Linked DNA regions of Zea mays: region 2 is linked to region 1. Evidence: chromatin contacts called from public Hi-C data. All regions are on one chromosome and are shown on one strand. Each heading gives the region's core, a stretch centred on a gene start, on an enhancer-like site or on the middle of the called end of the contact. The rest is flanking DNA. Distances are from core to core; before and after follow the strand shown.

Region 1 (4,430 bases), core at 1,067-3,566:
GTGTTAGACTACCCGTCTAGGATTCTAGGGTTTGGGGTGTTCCCCGTGTAATTACCGTCTCAACCCTCATTGTAATGGGCCTGGCCCAGTTACTAAGTCTATTAATACTACTCCTCATCCCTGGTTAGGGGTATAGGTTCGTATTCCAACAAATATACGTGCCAAATGACATGACACCATCCAGGTACTGGCAATGGAGAAGCTGCTATGTACCTACGTCGGCCATGGGAGCCCTTCGGGAGGTTTTTTTTTCACAAGCTTTTATGGATCACTGCATAGAGCCCGTTGGGTGGCATAACCGGGACAAACCTGAGAATGAGCAAATTGCCAGCTGCTATGAGTACAGGTCCCAGCCTTGTCTTCCTGTTTCTCGTTGTTCATGAATGCGAGTGTTACTTGAACTTCAAAATGACGATGTCCTTTTGCGCTTACTGGTTATTTTCTACTAGTACTTTCTAGCTCTTCTCGGGTACTCATGAGTCATGACGGGATGACTTGCTGCTGAATAGGTAAGTTTGGCAATTGGTATTGACACCTGTTATTGGCATTCTTCTCAGGTGCTCCGGTCCAGGATCCAGCATATCTGAACGGTGATGAAGCTATACCGTTCCTTATACAAACTTTCATTGATCCGGATATCGAGAATCCATGGGCGTGTTCGGCTGGCTACAAGCCGACACTGTTGCAGCTGTTTGGACTGCTGCAGCTGCAATCCATAGAGAGAAAAATACTGTAGAAGCCGCAGCCGCAGCCGGATTGCAGCCGCAGCAAGCCGCAGCGAACAAGCTGCATGGTTGGTCCACAGGTTGGGAACTCGAGTCCCAGTTTCAGCGTCCGTAGCATATAGCTCCTACTAATGTTCACTTCAGTGATTTCGTGTATTATATTATATGAATATTCATATTATAAAGGGGATGTAAGGAGATCTGAGCAGTAGGTACTGGAATCGTGTATAGAGTACGGAGAAACTGTCCTTGTTAGTGAAATATGAACTGCCTGTTGATCAAGGACTGATGGATCATACAGAATACAGAATACAGAATCCGCATGGAATGTGACCAACTTCCCTGTCTCCTGAGAACTGTCAATGCAAGCCCTGGTGCCTCCTTTCTGGGGGCGACACTACAGTTGCAGCCTATCTTGGCAGGAACCCGTGCTGTGAGACCGGAACCTCGAACGCCATCATCTTGTCGCCTCGAGCAAAGCCGTTGCGGTCGTAGGAGACCTCGGAGATGCCCAACTCGTTGCACACCCTGACGAGCTCCTCCCCGACCTTCCGGGCAGCCTCCTGTGCAGGGCGAGCCGGCGAGGCGAACTCAAGCTCAAGAGTCCCGCCGGAATACAAACCAAATTCCAGATGGAGAAGACGACGGCGGCGGCTTACCACGGTGCCACAGGGCGGGTCGCCGCAGATGGACTTCTGCAGCGTGCTGCCATAGAAGAGGATCTTCTTGTTGTGGTCGTCGGCGAGCACAGCGTAGAGCTGCCGGTTGGAGCAGAACACCGAGAGTCTGGGCTTCGTCGCCGTGCCGTTGAACTGCATACAGCGAGAGTCGGCGGAACGGCGGTTTGGTTACACCGGCTGCCTGGTAGCTGGCCTTATCCTGAAATTTGAGAACCAGGTGGAGCACCGGAACGTACCTTCTTCTGCAGCCGACGGTTCCTGACCTTGGCGCTCTCAGTTCGCGCGCCTCGCCTCGCCGTCGCCTCGATCCTGGGGTACTCGCGCCGGGGCGCGCCGGGGCCTGCACGCGTCAGACAGAGATAAGAGCGCGCGTGGGCGTCGCCGAGCTAGCGAGCGCGGAACAGCGTGTATGCGGTGGCTCTGCTCACCTGGATGTGGCGGAAGCGAGAAGTCGAGGATAAACCTGGAGCCTGTCAGCGAGGTCGGAGGGTGGCGGACCGGGAGCGCGGGGCGCGGCGATAACGGCTGGGCTAGCGCGGCGCGTAGCAGCGCCATAGCCAGTGCGCCAATTCGTCGAACAGGTTCCGCGCGCGCAGTTCTGGCCTTCGTTGGGTTGGCAGTTGGCTTCAGTTTACCATTCCGTTTTACCCCACCACCACCAGGGGAAAAAAATTTGTTGCAGCCCGGTTACAAACCAGGCTGTTTGCAGCCCCTAACAAAAAAGAGGATAGACCTCACCTGCAAGTCTACTAGATAACGTTTTAGTTGTGTTATTGGCCTACAGGTGGGGCCTATCCTCATTTTTGTGAGGGGCTGCAAACAGCCTAGTTTGCAGCCGGGCTGCAGCAAATTTTTTTCCCCACCAGGCACCAGCCGCAGCGCCCGCACACTCCGCACCGCACCGTCGCCCTTGCCCTGAAAAAAAGAAGAGAGAGAGAAGCACTCCGAGATCTGGTCTTCTCGGTGTCCAACGGTCCACAGCCCAACCCTCTCGAGTCTCGTCTTCTCCCCCGGACTCCGAGATCTTGCCGATCTGCACCGACGCCGCGGTCCGCGGCCATGGCGGTGCCCTCTCCCGCCCCGCGGTCCCCGCGCCGACCGGATGCCATTGTGGCCCCGGACCCCTCGTCCGCTGACGTGCCACCATCCCTCGACTTCGGCGACCCGGCCTCCCTCGCCGCGCTCCGAGTCCTCACCGACGCGGGTGCCGCCACCCGCCTCCTCCACGAGTGCGTGGCCTACCAGCGCGGGCTCGACGCCCGTCTCGACGCTCTCCTCGCCCGCCGTGCTGACCTCGACCGCGCCGCTGCTTCGCTCCTCCGCTCTGCCCCGCCTCTGCTCTCGCTCGCGGCTTCCGACGCCGCCGCGCTTAAGGAATCCTCCTCCACCACCGCGGCGCTCGCCGACGCGCTCTCGTCCCGCGTCCGCCATCTCGACGCGGCGCACTCCAGGGCGGACGCTGCGCTGGCACGTGCCGAGGCCGCGCTCGATCGTTCTCGCGCGCTCGAAGCCGCGCGGCGGGCCTTGGCCGCCGACGACCTCGCCGCCGCCGCCACCGCCGTGCACGAATTCCTCGCTATCGACGCTCGGTTCCCCACCGACGACGATCTCCGCCGCGATCTGCTTGACATGAAACGTCGCCTCGAGGGGCTCGCGCGTCGGAGGCTAGCGGCGGTCGTTGATGCACAGGACCATCCTGCTGTGCTTCGCCTCGTCCGCCTATTCCCACTGCTCGGACTCGCTGATGAAGGACTCCAGGTCTACGTCGCCTACCTGAAGAAGGTTGTCGCTCTGCGTGCCCGCGCAGACTTTGAGCACCTCGCGGAGCTGACCTCCGCGACCCAGCCGACCTCTGAGCGGCCGGATTTTGTTGGCTGCCTCACCCGTCTCTTTAAGGACATTGTGCTCGCTGTTGAGGAGAATGATGCTGTGCTTCGTGAGCTCAGGGGAGACGATGGTGTTGCTTATGCCATCATTGAGCTGCAGGAGGAGTGTGATTCGCGGGGCACCCAGATACTACGCCGTTATGCTGATTACAGGAAGCTTGCACGACTTGCATCGGATATAAACTCCTATACAAAGAACCTCCTTTCGGTCATGGGTTCCATGGCCAGTGCTGCTGGAGGTAGTGAAGGGCCTGATCCCAGGGAAATTGAGCTTTATCTTGAGGAGATTCTTGCGTTGACCCAGCTTGGTGAGGACTACACTGAATTTATGGTGAACAAGATCCGTGGATTGAGAGATGTCAAGCCTGAGCTTGGGCCGCGGGCGATGAAGGCCTTCCGTAATGGTAACTTCTATAAAACGGAGCAGGATCTGACTGGGTTCTATGTGATCTTTGAGGAGTTTTTCATGGTGGAGAATGTGAGGAAAGCCATACGGATTGATGAGCCCATATCAGATGGTCTCACAACGTCTATGGTGGATGATGTATTCTTTGTACTGCAGAGTTGCTGCCGCCGGGCTGCTTCCACTGCAAGCATAAACTCTGTTCTTGCTGTGCTTGGTGGGGCAATGAGCCTTCTAAGCAATGAGTATCAGGAGGCACTACAGTGGAGGATGCGGGAGCCAAATTTGGGTGCAAAGCTCTTCCTTGGTGGTGTTGGAGTGCAGAAGACAGGTGAGGAGATTGCGACTGCACTGAACAACATTGACATTAGCTCTGAGTATGTTCTGAAGCTCCGTCATGAGATTGAGGAGCTCTGCGTGGAGGTGAGTCTAGTATTCTTTGATTATATGCATTTGTTTAAGCCTAAAGTGGGATATGTTTTAACAATTATGCCATATATGCATTTCATCAGTTCAATTTATGGATATGTGCATTTCTGCAGTTATATAATGTGTTCTTAATTGCAGATTGTTTGATTTAAAACGAAGGTGTTCACAATGTTTTAGCATTCTATGAAAATTAGTTGATCGTAATAGAGTAAATTTCAGAAACCTAAAACTTTTTATGGCAGTGATAAATCATTTGGCTTACATATTTGTCTAGCCGTGTACACCTACGTTTATCAATAACTATCCA
Region 2 (4,430 bases), core at 739-3,238, 290 kb after region 1:
CATGCACCAACCGGCTCGACGATGGCACTTGGCTCAACGAGCCTATATGCCCTAGCTACGCGGGCTACGGCAGGCAGCAGCATAATGAACTTTATCCAAAAGGTGCACGACGAGCGAATAGGCACGGATATAAATGTTCCCATGGCTACAGAAGAAAGAAAAAAAGAAGGACGGGAATAATTGTGTGTGCTCTTGGCTTTGAAACATTTCAGATCCGACATGATCGATGGACAGGTACGTAACTAGCTAGCTAGCTAGCTCGATCGGAGAGTTCTTGTTCTTGTTGCTACATGTTAACAACGAACGAAAGCGCGGAAGGTTGCGGTTTGTTAGGCACGGCCATACGTAATAACGTGTGTGGTCTTTTGTCTCGGAGCTTTGGGCGGCGCGCGGGCCGATGCACAGGTTTCCTTTAGGCTTTATCCGGCCGCCGGCCGGGGTAGCGGCGGTAGGGCCTTTTGGAAACTTCTGGCTGGGCAGCGAATTCATTCGACGAGAGAGACGTGCGTACTGCATGCAGCTGAGGTACACACACGGCACACGGTACACCGACCGACCATGCAGGCAGGGCAGGCACCGTCTTCCTTCCGACGATCCTGCGTCTTTTTCGGCAAGGCTATCTGCTTCTTCGGTCATGCATATGCTAGGGCCTAGGGACCCAAGACTGGCACATACGAGGTGGCAGATGAAAGTACAGTAGTGTATTAATACTGGCAGGTGGTCACAACAATACCAGTGCCTACTGTACGTCACACACACACCACGTCTGCCGTGCACATAGAAACGTTTCTGAAAGGTTTGACTTTTGTATGTGCATGCAATGAAAAGAAGGAAGAGAGAAGAAGCTGTGTTCTTCCCAGCTTATTTCGGCAGTAATTAGCCGGTCCGGAGGAAAAGTAGGCACAACATATATATTTGGGTGGCGGAGCAGGAAGTAAGGGACGAAGCAGGATTTCCAGTTTAATTATTTCGATCGTGAAGCACTGCTCCAGTTCATACGGAGTATATAATTCATCTAAACAAAACCACCCACATACATCAAGTAGAAACGACCAAGTGTATACGTAGCTATCAGCTGCAAGTTTTTTTGGCCACACATGTGTACGTGCAGATATATATATGCTGATTCTCAGTGTGTACTACGTGCTTACTCTACTTTTTTTTCTCTCGTGGGTTTGACGAGACAAAGACAGGATCAAACGTCCATTACGTCGTTACTGGTCATCGAAAAGATGCTCTCTGCCTTTTTCAAATTCAAACTACTACTCATTAAATGTGTGTATATGGCACCTGCTTATTATTAGCTTTTGTAAAATAGCGGTTGAATATAGAACATCATGCATGATCGGCGGTAGTATCGTTTATTTGCAAGCAAGACACGTACGGCGCTCGCCGTGCATGCCGCCCCGCCGCATGTACACGCACGTATAGTATACGTGCACACGCGCGGAGGCGCGATCTCGCGTCGCGTGTCGGTGGTGACGATGAAGGGTATGTAGCTAGGCAGTACGACGTCTATATGTGTGTGTGTATACCTGCACGTAGGGCGTGAGGAGGGAGAGCTGCAGCGCCCAGCCGTACTGCACGCCGCCGGCGACCATGCCGGCGAGGATGAGCCTGCCGAGGCTGATCGGCGCCACGTGGTCCGCCGCCGCCGCCGCCGCGCCGCCGGTGCCGCGGACCCCCACGGACAGCTCCAGCTCGCCGTCGCCGCGAGCCATGGCGGGCGAGCACACGTACGTACCAGACCGGTCGTACGTCGATCAGGCGCGCGGCCGCGATAGCTGAGAGAGATTATATGTATGTGATCGAAATCGAAGGGGATGATTAACCAGCACGGGGGGGGGGGGGGGGGGAGCAACGAACAAGAGAGCTTTGGGAGGCGCAGGAGGGTTCTCGGGAGATAGACGAAAATGGAAAGCGCTGTGGGGGAGGAGGAGCGAGGTGCGCTGCCTGAGAGCGCGGGTAGTGAGGAGACGTGAGGTGTGGTGTGGGTGTGGGTGTTTGGAGCGGGGGAGATGGTGTGGCATTTAAAGGCCGTGGCGCGCGACGACCCCGGCCGGCCCAGCCCGGCCCGCGGCCTGGCGTGCGCGGACCACGCTAGCTGCTATGCGATGCGAGCCTAGCCTGCCCGCGGATGCGGCCACTCGTCCCGCCATCCTACCAGCACTCACTCCCCCAGGGCGCAATTATTAATTACTGCTATGCTAGGCCCACGGCACAGCCCACAGGGTGCTGCAGCCTGCAGGAGTGCCTGCCTGCCTTATCCATCTGCAGCCGCTGCCTCCAGATCGTCCGGTCTAGCTTCGCCAGGCTGCGAATCCTCTATCACCCCCCGGGTGCACCTAGCGATTCCACTCCAGTTTCGGCCATGCACAGGCGCCGCCCGGATCGCCTGTGGCTGCGCTTCTTGGCTGGCCTGGCTGATCTGTTCGTGTCGTCAGTCGTATCGTCACTAGAGAACACGCACAACCTAGCGGTACTACGAATGGTCCACTGCGTCTGCATCTGCGTGCGTTCGTCCAAGCAGAGAGTGACGTGCTGGGGATGGATGGAGAGTCCCACAAACACGTACGCCGCACAAGCCGCAACCATGTCGCTCGATGGTACCTACCTTCATCGTAATACACGTGAGCCTTTGTGCGGATGGCCGTTTTTCTTCTTCTCAATTCTCCAACTAGGGATGGATCCATAGGATATGCCGGATAGAGCGACCATGGTATACCATATATGTAGTGCAGGTGCAGGACCAACACATATTAAACACTGAAGTTTTAAACTATATGGAAAACATTTACAGCTTCAAGCACCAGAGAGAATGTGATTAGGTGGTCTGTAGCTTTTGGGCTCATATCTTGGAGATTGGCTGGTTTGATCCCTTTGTGGTGCGATATATTTTATTTTTTATTCTCTTATGTATTACTCCCTCCGTCTCACAAAGGATGTCGTTTGACTTTCTTGAGGCCAACTTTGATCAATTTGTTTTATTCAAAATATTTGTGAAAATATAGAAAACTTTAGTTTATTGTTAAAGTAAATGGTATGATAAACTAAACCGTAATGAAAATAAATGATAATTATGAATTTTTTTGAATAAAATGAGCTGGTCAAACATGATCTCAGAAAAGTCAAACGACATTTTTTTAGAGACAGAGGGAGTATTATATACTACGGATCAAATTCTCTATATATTCACTATAATGATGTATTTAATTTTTTTATGTTCTCCATTTTCTACTAATATTTTCAATTTATTTAAAACAGCTTTAAGACCCTCTTTATATTTTCTTGTATTGATAGCAATAGAGATTTTAATTAAACAAATCTTCAATAGCTTCTCCGATCAGAATGACAAATATTGCCAAAATGACTTCTCCAATTAGATCACCGTACGTTGCCATTTTTTTACCTCTTTGGTAGCTAAAATCGAGGGATAAAATAGGAATTTTTATTTAAATAGTTTTCTTAATTTATCTCTTTGCAAATTATTTTTCTATTTCCCATGTAGCGCTTTATTTTCGTATTTCCTCTCTAGTGCATGATATTACTGAGCTACACTATGATTTTGTTTTACTGTATTTTATCCTATACAAGTTAACTACTAAGCCTTAAGTTTTGTTTTATCCTAGGAGTTGGAGCATACGAGGATGCGTGAGGACTTACTTTTTGGCTATGTGTTGGTTTGATGAATTTGTAATGTGAAGTATGTGAGTTGTATGATGTGTGTGAATGGATATCTATTATATGCTTGATGTTTTGTTTAAACTGGATGAGAAAATGGGAAAACAGGATGCTGGGTTTGCAGCAAAACAGGTTAACTCCCGTCGACTATAGTAAAGCCGATCGAAGGGAGTTTTAGCTGATGTGACCTTAATTACCATCGACTGGTGGTATCAATGGGAGTTATTACCCCATGCACGGTAACTCCTGTCGGCTACAATGAACCGCTAGAAATTAAATAATTCTGGAATTGTAATTCCCGTCAGCTAGGTACGGACGAAAATTAACCTTTTACCAACGAAGATAACTAACTCTCATCATTATATGTTAATTCCATTCGGTTCTTAGCCTACTGCCGAATCACTGTTGTGAGGCATACGGTAGTGCCGCATCTCAGTTCAACATACCTACGTTCTACCAGCGTCGTCCATCGTTCCACAACAGATGTCGTCTGGCCAACTAGCAAACTACCTCTCGCCTTCATTCACTGATGCATCACATGTAAACTCGTGTATCACATTCAAGTTAGAGTTATAAATCATGAACATGAAACTGATTCTCTTGTTACAGGGTTTCGAGAATAGCTCCCAAAATATCGATTCTGCTCCGGGTTTGATAGGAGGCCAAATGATGCCTTGGGGACCTCCCAATCGGGCATGTTCTTGACGTCGCCGCAGATGTCAGCGTAGACAACGTCGCATATACCTTAG

Evidence for each region. Hi-C and Micro-C count contacts between places; a contact is called where the count stands out from the background.
Region 2: a Hi-C map of ear shows a contact between it and region 1, with 3 times the contacts expected there. The contact joins the promoter of LOC541615 here to the promoter of LOC103631773 in region 1. A contact is called at or near these places in 3 of 25 Hi-C or Micro-C datasets (bundle sheath, ear and endosperm).

Annotation. Positions count from the first base shown.
Region 1 is chr1:14,906,483-14,910,912 of Zm-B73-REFERENCE-NAM-5.0, forward strand. LOC103631773 (50S ribosomal protein L18, chloroplastic-like) reads right to left here and starts at 2,317. Exons shown (of 4, transcript XM_008653247.4): 1 at 1,834-2,317; 2 at 1,642-1,745; 3 at 1,385-1,537; 4 at 939-1,288. The coding sequence starts at 1,960. The coding sequence ends at 1,136. LOC103631772 (conserved oligomeric Golgi complex subunit 4) reads left to right here and starts at 2,211. Exons shown (of 2, transcript XM_008653243.3): 1 at 2,211-4,117. The coding sequence starts at 2,465.
Region 2 is chr1:15,199,826-15,204,255 of Zm-B73-REFERENCE-NAM-5.0, forward strand. LOC541615 (sucrose transporter 1) reads right to left here and starts at 1,989. Exons shown (of 13, transcript NM_001305791.2): 1 at 1,867-1,989; 2 at 1,536-1,784. The coding sequence starts at 1,721.